Regions from separate parts of the Sus scrofa genome. Here regions 1 and 3 are each linked to region 2. Evidence: chromatin contacts called from public HiChIP or PLAC-seq data. All regions are on one chromosome and are shown on one strand. The core of a region is the stretch at or near the end of the contact, and the rest is flanking DNA. Distances in the headings are between cores, read along the strand shown.

Evidence for each region. HiChIP or PLAC-seq counts read pairs in DNA pulled down with a chosen protein or histone mark.
Region 1: an H3K27ac HiChIP or PLAC-seq map of skeletal muscle shows a contact between it and region 2. The contact joins the promoter of MRLN here to the promoter of CCDC6 in region 2. A contact is called at or near these places in 3 of 47 Hi-C or Micro-C datasets (embryonic fibroblasts and skeletal muscle) and 1 of 2 datasets of contacts at active chromatin or transcription factors (skeletal muscle).
Region 3: an H3K27ac HiChIP or PLAC-seq map of skeletal muscle shows a contact between it and region 2. The contact joins the promoter of SLC16A9 here to the promoter of CCDC6 in region 2. A contact is called at or near these places in 5 of 47 Hi-C or Micro-C datasets (embryonic fibroblasts, fetal heart ventricle, heart right ventricle and 1 more) and 1 of 2 datasets of contacts at active chromatin or transcription factors (skeletal muscle).

Annotation. Positions count from the first base shown.
Region 1 is chr14:63,150,309-63,154,337 of Sscrofa11.1, forward strand. It overlaps MRLN (myoregulin), which reads right to left and starts at 2,537. Exons shown (of 3, transcript NM_001307926.1): 1 at 2,182-2,537.
Region 2 is chr14:63,298,344-63,302,287 of Sscrofa11.1, forward strand. CCDC6 (coiled-coil domain-containing protein 6) reads right to left here and starts at 1,682. Exons shown (of 9, transcript XM_001929282.5): 1 at 636-1,682. The coding sequence starts at 950.
Region 3 is chr14:63,107,457-63,111,584 of Sscrofa11.1, forward strand. It overlaps SLC16A9 (monocarboxylate transporter 9), which reads right to left and starts at 1,681. Exons shown (of 5, transcript XM_005671011.3): 1 at 1,316-1,681.

The sequences.
Region 1 (4,029 bases), core at 1,287-3,786, 150 kb before region 2:
GTTTTCAAAGATTGACAGTCCACAGAGTGCATGTATTTTTACAGGCCATATTCATGTACTATTGTCGACATATGTATCGCAGAACACAAATAGAAATGTTCAAAAGATGGAAGTTTAACATGGACATTCTAACACTGTCTTAGCACTCCTCCTGCGTCATTTTCGTCTTTTTGCCATTTCTTGGGCCGCTCCCGTGGCATGTGGAGGTTCCCAGGCTAGGGGTCTAATCAGAGCTGTGGCTGCCAGCCTACACCAGAGACACAGCAACACAGGATCCGAGCTGAGTCTGCAACCTACACCACAGCTCATGGCAACGCCAGATCCTTAACCCACTGAGCAAGGGCAGGGACCGAACCCGCAACCTCATGGTTCCTAGTCGGATTCGTTAACCACTGCGCCACGACGGGAACTCCTCGTGCGTCATTTTTACTGGTCTCCGGTGCATGAACACCCCAGTCTGCAGATGATTAGGGAGTAGTTCAGGCCTTCATTCCACCACTTCTTAATTCTACAAGTGGAAGTGTCTCCCTCCAAAAGATGGGTTTGGGTCTAACCCTGCACCTGTGAATGTGACTGTATTGGATGTAGGGCCTTGCTGATGTAATCAAGTGGAGCTGAGTCAGACTGGATCAGAGTGGGCCTTAATCCAATGGCTGCTATCCTCACAGCAGAGGGAAACTTGGACAGAGTGAACGCCACGTGACGAAGATGCTCGCCAAGGAATGCCAAGGGTCACTGGCAGCAACCAGAGCTACGCAAAGGCCAGGAAGTGTCCTCCCTGAGTGACTTCAGAGACAGATGGCCTTGCTGACTCCTGGATTTTCTTTCCAGTTTCCAGAACCGAGACAACAGATGTCTGCTGTTGTAACTCACCAAGTCTATGGCCATTTGCACGGTGGCTTTAGGAAAAGTACACACTAGTCCTGTGACGTTTGCCCAGGGACATCAGGCATGTTATTTACTCTCTTGGTGTCTCAGTGTCTTCAGCTAAAATGGCAATTACAACCTCCACATACCTCATCAGATTATTTTGAGAAATAAGTGCCAGAAGGAGTATGGTGGCCTCCACGTGGACAGGTAAGCAATAGCTCACACTCACTGGGCCTTGACACATGAGGCTGGGGCTGGCCAGCTTCGGCAGAGCAGCCCTTCAAAAACTCACAACTCAGAAACTCACCATCAGGGTAGGGGCTGGGGGAGGTGGAGAGCAGCTGCAGGGGCTGACAGCGTGGAAGAGCACCTGAGTCCTGGGCCCCTAGAAAAGAGCTGGGTACAGGGATCCCCACCCTCTGTGTTCCAGGAAAAGCCTTCCTGCACAGAACCACCCTTCCTCGAGTGGCTTTGATGAGACTGGAGGATGACTCCCTTGTTTACCCAGGACAAGGCCAAACACAGGCTCTCAGTTCCCATTCTCTGTGTCATAAATGACCAGCCAAACTGTTTGTTCCCACCGACCAATCTGGACGAGATGCTCCTGAGTTGCCTTGACCAAATTCAACTCAGGCTTCTCCTTTCCAGGCAGGACCTGTCCTCTGACCCACCTTCAACCTGAGCCAGCCCTGGAATGCACAGTAGCCTTTCCTTAACGACCTCCTCAAAGGAGCTGACCACAAAGAAAGACCTTCCCTGGTCTAGTCATAAACCTGCCCACCCCATGGCCAACATCCAGTTCTTTCTAGCTTTCTTTACTCTTTTTTTTTTTTTTTTTTTTTTTTGCCTCACCTGCAGCATGTGAAATTTCCTGGGCCACGGATCGAACCCTGGGCCACAGCAGCCCCATCCTTAATCACTAGGCCACCAGGGAACTCCTACTCCTTTTGAATAAAAGAAAAGGCTATTTTCCTGTCCAATCTTGAGATCCTTGCAGATCTGGTTGTCAATGTGTTCTCAATTTTGCAGTAGGCCCCCCTTCCCTATATTTTAAGTCTTTTTTTATTTTGCTAAGACTTTCGAAAATGCATGTACGTATCAAAAACTTTAGCACCTTGACCCTTTCTAAGTGTGTGATTCAATCGCATTAAGTACACTCACATGGTTGGGCAAGAGATGGCCAGAACCTTCTCCTCTTGCAGCGCTGAAGCTCTCATATGCATTAGAGAACCCCTGCCCTCTGGTCCTCTTCCCCCACGCCCAAGTTCTGGCAACCACCAACCACAGTGTTTTCGAAGAATCTCCACTTACCTAAATCTGGGTTTGTCTTCCCTGATAGTCTTCAGGTGCTGCGTCTCAGACTGAGGGCCAACCATCCTTCATAGCACTCTGTCTTCACCCAGGTGTTCGCGGTGGCTTCTCCAACCCTCTGTGTCCCGGGGCTGGGGACCCCAACAGGGAGCCACTGGACATCTATGCTCTGTCACAGCACACTGAGGAGTTACATGGACCTCGTCTTTCAGGCAAAGAGATTTTTCTCTGGCTCTTTTTCCAAGCCTCGTCTGTTTCTCCTTTGTTCCTCTAGTGGAGATTTTTCAATCAACTTCCCTCAGATCCTCAATGGAGGCTTGAATGAAGGAAGCTTCTGTGGCTTGGGCTTGAGTGGGGAGCCCTGGCGCAGGAACCCAAGGAGGATTATCTTTCCTGTCTTCTTTAAGGTCCTACATCTGATTTAATGATCTAAGCCAAGGTTACTAACCGTACTAGTTTCCTAGCACTGGCATGACAAAATACCACAGCTGGATGGCTTAAAACAACAGATAGTTGTGGTCTCAGAGTTCTGGAGGCTACAAGTCAGAAATCAAGGTGTCGGAGTTCCCATTGTGGCTCAGTAGGTTAAGAACCTGACATGGTGTCCATGACAATGTGGGTTCAATCCCTGGCCTTGTTCATTGGGTTGAGGATCCAGCGTTGCCACAAGCTGTGACATAGGTGGAAGATTCGGCTCGGATCCAGTGTTGCCGTGGCTGTGGCGGAGGCCAGCAGCTGATTGATTTGACCCCTAGCCCAGGAACTGCTGTATACAGCAGGTTCAGCCAAAAGAAAGAGAGAGAGAAAGAGGGAAGGAGGAAGGGAGGAAAGAAATCAAGGTGGCAGCAGGGCATCCTCCCTCTGCAGGCTCCAAGGGAAGACCTTTTCTCACCCGGTCCTGGCATTTGGTGATGGTCTGCAGTTCTTGGCAGGCGTTCCATGGTTTACAGCTGCAGCACTCAGATCTCTGCTCCATCATCATATCCCTGTGTACCTCTAGCTTCCCTTCGTATAAAGGCACCAGGCGTACTCGATTAGGGCCAATCTTAATGACCTCATCTTAAATTGATTACATCTGCAAAGACCCCATTTCTAGAAAAGCCTACTTCACAGGGTCGGGACATCAACATATCTTTTTCAGGGAAGGGGGGTGGGGGTGGGGGAGACAATTCAGCCATAGCAGTACTTTTCTACCCGATGACCACTCACTGCCTGCTTCACCCCTATGGTATTCGTTCCGTATCTTCGGTAATTGCCCAATTTTACTCAAGACCACTGGGAATTTCAGTGGCTTCTTGGGGGACTATAAACCGCCCCCATCTGACTCTCATCCAGAATCGCTCCCTCCCCATCACTCCCTGCACTGCCCCCCCACCACGTTTCTCCCTCTTCCTCCTTTTTACCAAATCCAACCATCCCTTAAACTCCCTTGAATTGTTAGATCTATTCCCCTTCAAAACCTTCACTGCCTCCACCCCTTGATCCACCCCTCCACCCCTTCCCCTTCCCACTCTGGCCCCTCAGTAGTACAAATTTAGGTGGGCATCCCCTTGCCAGGGGTTCTAGTGTGTCTCAAGGACCCCAAGCACAATCATCTACCACTAAAAATACTAATTGGAAGCCGGATGGATATTTTACCCACTTGGCTGAGCCTTGGAGACACCTGGGTGGCCATTTGGTCCTCCTCAGCCATTTGTCCCAAATGTTGCCGTGAACTTCACACACCAGGGAAAAGGAAGTCTTAAAAGAATCCCCTCCACAAGTATTGGTGGGTGCTTCAGAACTCATGTTGAGCAGATGATCTCAACTTATCCTATCTGCCAGAAACACAATCCTAGTAAAAGCGTA
Region 2 (3,944 bases), core at 432-2,931:
CAAGGAAAGGACTTCCAACGTGGTGGGAGCATCAGCTCCGGTACCCGCCCTTCCCTCTCGATCCCGGCCAGAAAACTCCACTTCCCGGATTCCCGGCCACTCTCTCCCGCGCCCTCCCCGGGCGACCCAGCCAGCGCCGTCCAGATGCCAGCCAAGTGCCCAGCCCAGCTGCGCACTCCCCGCACCCCAAACTAGGCCCCTGGAACAGGCCCCAGCCGCCTCTCTCTCCCTCAGCCTAGGTCTCCCAGATTCTGGACGCACCCCTCAGGCAGACGAGGACTGGAAAAAGTCCCACCCCGCCCCCCAGCCACGCCGCCGACCTCCAGCTCTGCCCAAGAGGGGCCTCCTCCCCAGAAGCGACAAGGGAACGTGGGTGGCGGTCCCAGCAGCCTCCTCCCGCACCCCGCGAGGGGCCTGGACCCCCGGGGAGGGCAGACCCGAGCGGCCCCGAAGGGACACCTCCCTCTCCCCCACCCTCCCGGGCCGGCAGGTCTTGGCAGGGAGCTTGCTCGCTGCGGGTCCTCGAGAGCCTGGGAGAAGTCCGGGGGACTGCCCGGGGTGGGGTGCAGCCTCTCCCCGGGGCGGGAGGAGGTCGCCCGCTGCCGCGCGCCCCCCGGGAGGGGGGGTGCACTCACGATGGTCACGCTGGCTTTGCGCAGGTCGCGGTTCTCCTCCTGCAGCGCCTTGCACTTGAGTTTGTAGGTCTCCAGCTCAATCTTGAGCACCTTGTTCTCCTGCTGCAGCGAAGCCAGGCGGTTGGTGAGCTCCTCCAGGCGGAACGGCGAGATGACAATGCCCCCCGATTTTCCCCCGCCGCCGCCGCCGCCTCCGCCTCCCCCGCCGCCGCCACCGCCGCCCGAGGTCGACGAGCAAGACGACTGCATGGCTGCCGAGCTGCCGCTGTTGCCCCCCGCCCCGTCCGTGTCGCTCTCGCTGGCGCTGTCCGCCATGACCGCGGCGGGCTGGGGAGACAACCAGGAGGAGGAGCGGGGAGGCGGCGGCGGCGAAGGCTGGGCTGCAAATGAGTGGGCGCCGGGCGAGCACAGGGGAGCGCCGATCTGGGCGCCTGGCACCAGGGCGCAGACTCCGAACGGCGGCAAGAGAAAGAGAGGGAGCTTCCCGCTGCCAAGGGACCTCCTCTGCCAGAGAACAGAGACCCCGCCCGGGCTCGGGCAGTATTGCACTGGGGCTCGCTCCAGCCGGGCCTGGCGCGCTCGCTTAGGCCGCCCAGCAAAGCAGGCCGAAAAGCTCCGAGACCCGCCTGCCGCCGCCGTCAGCCTTCTGGCGTCCGCCGGCGGGCTGGGGACGCGCGGGGCGGGCCGGTGCCTGCCGACCAGGTCAGCCTCCGCACCAGCTGCTCCCCCGCCACACGTGTTCAGAGGGAGGGCCTCCCACCTCTCTCTGCCCTAAGCCCGCCGCCGCCCAGCCTCTTCCGGGCTCGCGCCCGCTCCTGGGAAAAGGAAACCTAATGCCCCACTAGCCTCGCAGGTGCTGAGGACACGTGGAAAGGTCAGCCCGGCTCCGGCACCCAGCCCCAGCCGAGTTGTGGCCCCATCTTCTGGCGACTGTTGTGTGCTCCTGTCTCCCTCTGTCTGCTTCAAACACAGACGCAGCCCTTTTAGTTGGATCTCAGCGAGCTTGCCTAGGAAGGTTTGGAGAGCGTTCACAGAACGTTAAGTTCCTCTGCAAGGAGCCAAGGAGGGCGACGCGACAGCACCCACAGGTTAACCTCCTTAAGAAAAAAATTGCAGGAGAGACAATGTCTTTTCTCCTCCTCCTAATCATCTCGTAAACCACACTGTGCTCAATTGTTTAAACAAGGTGCAAGGTTTTTTTCCTTTTCTCTCCGTATCTTGCAGACAATGCCAGGACCTGTCGTGCAGTAGGATTAAGACAGTAACATTTATCTAATCCAAAAGAAAAAAAGATAAACACTTTTTGTGGATTAAAATATCCCTTTAAGTGCCAACTTTCCAAAGTAACTGCGGACAGAGCATTATGCTATACAAATAGTGATTAAGTGGAAATAGAACATGACCATCATTTGCCTTTACTATCATCTTGCCCACTCCTAGAAAACTTTAAGAAGTCAAAAAAAAAAAAAAAAATTACCCTACTGTGGTCTAATACAGGGTTTTAGTTTTGAAGCATAAGAAATGCAAGATCAAAACTTGTATTTCCCCTTTACCGTCCCAAACAAAGGCTTACAGGAAATTGGCCCAGCAGGTGAGGTGATTCTAAACACTTTACACTGTTGACACAAAACAGCTTTCACTTATGTATAAAAATCAGAAAATGAAACTGACCAGACTAGTTTTATTTTCCAAGCTTAGTCAACAGAAGAACAAACCTGGAAACAGGGGAAAAAAGTGTAAATTTTTTTTCTATTGCTTTGAACTTCTGGGAAAGTTTGTAATGTGTTAGGAAGGATAAAGAAGTGCTTTAATGATTTTTATTTCAACTCCTCCATTGTCTTTAAACCTAAATTTGACCTAATGATTACAGTGTTAATTCAACAGCTAATTCCTAACAGCAGGTACCTGGGAATAAACTAAAATGCCAAGGGTTCCAAATGACATCATCTTTTACCAAGATGGCTGCTTGCAGCAGACAGCTCCAAAATGCCAATGGCAATTAAACCCCAAATTTGTCCTAATTATTTAGTTTAGTACTAGAGGACTTCTGAACTCAGCCATTATTGGTGTAGCAGGAGAACAAAAAAAAAAGTTGACTTTACTCTTCAGAAACATATAGCCAATGTCAACAATTCTGTTAGAAGTGATCCAGTTTAGTATTCACTGAGACTTAACTCCTCTCCCTCACTTTTTCCTTTTGAGGATGTGCTACTTAAGACAAGCAGCTCCTCAGATTGGAAGTGGCTTCTGGAAATCTCACTTGCTGGGTGAAATGGAGGGGTAAAGCTAGCAGGGAGTCGTGCCACATGGGGAAACTCAGACTTAACAGCATTCTTTCCGCTTTACCCCAGCACCGTGATAGAATCTTAAGAGCCAGTCTGGCTTCCATACTTCACAAGTTTCCATTGTTCCCTATCCCATAGTATCTTAAAGCTTCCACTTTCAGAGCTTACTTAAAAACATTCCTTCCAGGCAAAGCTGGGAGCAAGCTGGCTCTCTCTCAGCTTTATCACCAACTGCCTCAGAAAGAGGACTTAAATGCTTCAAGTCAGCGGAGGGGTGGAGTTTCAAGAGCCTGACTTTCTTAAAGGGCCCACGTTACAGTAACTTAAAATGGATTGGTCTGAATAGAATTAGGACAAAAACTGCTTTTTGACACGATACTTGAGGCAATAACTGCGTTTAAAAGACATTAAGAGGAAAGCCATCTTCTTAAAGCTTCCCTGCTGATACAGATGGAAATAAACGAGGGAATTTTTTTTCACTGTGGTTTTTATTGTTATTGCAAAGCAGAAGCGTGTCTAATTTTCTACTTCTTGTAAAAGTGATTACCCTTATAAACAGACCGTTTATCACAACATTAGTTCAGTAATAGCATTACGATGGAAACACTAGTTAGAAAACCAATAATATCATTTCTCTGCTTTCTGGGGGAAATGAATCAGAAGTGTGTGCTGCCTGGAGGAAGAAGAGACCAATGTAGGCCATCATTTTCATTGGAGAAATAACAAAATCTACCTTTGTCCTAAATTCAAACTGCAAAAATATAAAAACAATGAAAAAGAATACCTAGAGTCTAATTGCAAGGCACAACATCAAAATCTTTTGGTCTAATGCCATTTTTGTAGCTGATTTACTCTCTGACCTTGGAACTTTCAATAACAAAGTTAAAATAAGGGCATAAATCATAGGAAATTTGTTTAATTCTCTTTTTTTTTTTAATGGCTGCACCTGTAGCATACAGAAGTTCCCTGACCAGGGATTGAATCTGAGCTGCAGCTGTGGCAACACCAGATCCTTTAACCCACT
Region 3 (4,128 bases), core at 431-2,930, 190 kb before region 2:
TCAGGGCTGCTAAAAGAACGAGTTGTGGCAAAATGCAGGTTAAGCTTTTTTTATTATGTAATTTCCACTTCCCAGGGCCTTTAAAAAAAGCAGATTTATTTCTGGCAATGATATGGACACTAACCCTGTTATCTGGATGCACATCTTATTTAAAAGGTGTAATCCTATCATGAATAACTGCTGCTTTCACTTCGGAATCTTCTCCAGCTCCCTCAGTCCTCTGCCTGTATCAGCCAGACCCATTTTGCACAGCTGATGCCAACTCAAATTTTAAAAACTGTTAGGAACAAATTAACAGGACTTGATGCAAAAGGCTACTTCGGGGTGGGGAATCCACCTGCTATCTGAATAGTTTCCAAGTAATTTAAGTTTAAAAAATAATTACACTCAAACTAACTGTGACCCAAGAAACTGATCCAAAAGGTATTATATTAAATAGCTTACTGTGTAAGTAATATGTATATTCAGCGTAAATCCTACCTAAACCTTCAGGATTGACTGCCTTGGGCTGGATTAGACGTGGCATCCTAAGAAGCATTGATGTGTTTTCAATGACCAAGGTTTTAACAGGTTATCAGTTCTTTCCAAAGCCTCTGTGAGCTGCTGAAGCTAAGGCAGGTTACCCAGGACGAGTCTCAGGTGGAGCGTTAAGCACCTGGTCCTTCCAAGTTACCGCTCTGCGTCCTGGCGGCCGAGGCGCCGCGCGTCTCGCGGCGGTCACGGAGGATGGGCTGCGCTCGCCCCAGCTGACCCCGCGGTGCTGAACCTGGCGCAGCGTGCAGAACCCGCCCGCCCCGCGCCCTCTTTTCCTCCCTCCCCGGGACACCTGCGCTCACCAGCTCCAACAGTGCGTTTGGAGGCTTGGCTGCCCTCTGGGAGACAGGGGCTCACCTGAGTGGCTTTCCCCCACCTCCCCTCTGCCACCCGCAGTCCCAGAAGCTGTCTCGGGGTTCCTGGAGCAGATCTCTACACAAAGCGCCCCCCCTCCAGGTCGCCCCCTCCCCGCCTCCCCCAGCTCTGTGCAAAAGGCCCCCCTGGGGCCCTGGGAAAACTGGCCCACCGCGGAGAAGCACCCCACCAAAGTGGGGGTCACCGGGTGGGCGCGAGCGCACTGAGGACACGCTCAGCCCTCGGCACACAGCCCAAACTAGAAACCAGTTCCGAGCTGCTCGGCAGCTGATGATGACAGCGTTGTTGCCGCCGCCGCCACCTCCTAGTGCTCGGAGTCGGCTGAGTTACTTGACGCTTCCGGGAGGTTAGACAGACGGGTGCCCGCCGACCTCTGGGACCCACCCCGCAAGCTCCAACCCTTTACCTGAGTACCAGCCTCGGCAGGGTCTCCGGGGCGCAGCACAGGGCGCAGTGCCCCGGGAACGTGGTCGGAGGTAAGACCGCTGCCGCTGCTCTCCCCTGCAGCTCCGGGCTTGCCGGGCGGCTATTTATCCGGGGGCCCGGCCCCGGCCCCTGCCGGAGTATTGGGCAATCGGTCCCGCTACGCGCTGCCCCGGGAGCCGCCGCCCTCTGCCCCCGCCGAGCCCCGCGGCAGCGGCGGCCACATGGAGGGAAGGAGCCGGCCCCTCCTCTGGGCTCCACCTTCTCGTTCTCCTCCTCCTGGGGAAGTTATTCCCAGTGTTTTCCCCCCCTCTCTCTCTTCTTTGCGGGGCACCCTGGCCAGTCTGAACCGGTTGTGACTGAGCTAGTGGCTGGGGGAAGGAGGCGGAGGAGATGGAGGTGGAAAAGCTGGCGGTAGGGGCGCTGCTTCTGCTCTCGCGGCGCTGGGCCGGGCCAGGCCGGCCTGGAAGAGGGAGGGCACGGCTGGGGCCACGGCCCCGGCCCGGCCCGGCCCGGCCCGGAGCCACCAAGGCCGCAGGAGAGATGGGCACCACCGGCCAGGCGCCCTCTGGGTGTGCGCACACGCGCGCGCGCGTCCCGGGCGCCGCTGCGTCCCCGCCGCCCACCGCACGCCCGCACCCGCTGCTCGGGGCACTGTGCATGTCGGAGGAGCCCGGGTCTAGAGATGAGTGCGAGTTCCCTCCTGGTCTCTCAGGCTCTTGGGCCGCTGGGCGCCCTCCTGGCCGGAGCTCTATCCCCAGCTGGCAGTGATCCCAGAGAAACGGGCACCAGAACTTTGTGGAGTCAGTGCTCCTGGGCAGTGAGGAGTGAGGGTGCCAAGTGCTGTCCTTTGTGACAGCTCCGTGGAAAAGGAGGGAGCTCCCCCCCACTCCCCCGAGTGCACATAATGTGCTGATTGGAGAGGCTGCATCTGAGGACGCTGAGTCTGTCAAGGCAGGTGGGCTTCACTAACAATACACTCCTATTTTTGGCTGAAAGGTAAAGGGCTCTGAGATTCCCAGTCACTGCAGCAGACTGGAGACAGTCCGTAGGTAGGACACTAGGGCTTTCTAGGTGTGCCCCCCTCCCAAAATAATGTGCACTTTTTTGTGTTCCTGTGTATATAGGTATTTGTGGGAAGGGGCGCCATACCTTCTACTAACTTCTTAAAGGGGGCTGGGACCACCCATCACCGGGATGAGAATTCCGTTTATACACTGAACCTCTATTCTGACGTACCCCCTGGAAAGGGTTGGTTAGATGAGGCTTCAGTTTCTCAATTTTCCCACATCCGGGAGTCTATGTGAGATGAGAGTCCAAAAAAAACCTGTGAACATCCTGGTGAGTTTTCTAGAAGACAGGTCATCAGTTCATCTCTTTTGCCTCACATCATTCCTTTCCACTCAATTTACTGACTTTCCTTTAGGTTATGGGAAGAGAATGGCCAGTGCTAATTGATATAATTTTAATTTGTCCTAAGTAAGATGGGGGGATTAAGTACAAGTAAAAATCAGAGAGAGGTGGTCCCAGGAATAGTTTCTGGAAGGAAAAATGAAGTGATTCTCTCCACACCATCAAAAAAATGTACTCCAGAGTTCCCTGGTGGCCAAGCAGTTAAGGGTCCCGCATTGTCACGGCTGTGTCTTGGATCCCTGCTGTGGCTATGGTGAAGGTTCAGTCCCTGGCCTCGTCTTCAGCATGCCACAGGCACAGACAAGAAAAAGAAAAAAAAAAAAAATGTATTTCCAAGGAGCGAGGATACAAAAGGAGCTTCTCATCCTCTTCTGTTTTTGATCTGGTTTGTGGTTACTCAGGCGTGTCTCTTTATAATAATGCATGAACCTATACACTGATAATCTGTGTGATTTTCTCTCTACGTGTCAATAAAATGTATTTTAGAAGGTTTTTCCTTTGATTTAGATATCCCCTAACCACCACAGCAAATGTCACCTTGATAATTAGTTGGAGTCATTGAGGGGACAAGGAAACCTTGCTCAAAAAATACTTCTTTGTTCGCCATTTGGAAGAAGCTGCCATGTCCACATCCTCATCTTGACTGAGTTTTCCCAGATTTCTTTTAAAGAGGATGTTATGACCAGCCTTGCCATTTCCGCTCAGCCAGTCCACACCTATCAACTAAGAACTGAAAATTAGCTCCTTCTTAGGCACAGCATGGTTCCAACCTCTATCTAAGACTGAATCACAAGTGTCAAAAACTCAAATGGCTGGGGTGGAGGGTGGGGAGTCCAGATTATAATGCAGTGAATGAGGTGGGTAGAATGTAGCCTTGGAGAACTTGGTGAGCCATGGAAGCTGCCTTGGGGATGGGGGTAGGGACAGTGGCCATTTGGCCTAGGGAATTATTGCCTGGCTAGAGTGTGAAAATCGCCCCCACCTCCTTGTGAAGGTTCATTGTTCAGTCACACCTCAGCAGAGCATTTAGACATGCAAGAGGACTCAGAAATCTGGTCCAAATTTGACACTTTATACCATCAAATGGAATTTGACCCAAGAAGCCAAGGATGAGTTCCCTGATCAACCCCTGCCCTAGGACAGAGTGTGGTGGAAAGCAGGTTTGGCAGAGGCCGCACTATCTCAAAGCAATCTCAAGTGGTTAAGTATAGTTAGCTCCAATTACAGACAAAGCAACTGGTTGAGAGAGGTTGTTACTTGCTAAATTCCTCAATCTGTAAAGACAGAAATGACCTCCCTACTACCCAGGGTCTTTATTCCCAGTGACAGGAAGATGCAAGTTCTGCTTATGAGGGTCGGAGTAGTTCAGTGTTGCTGGTTTTT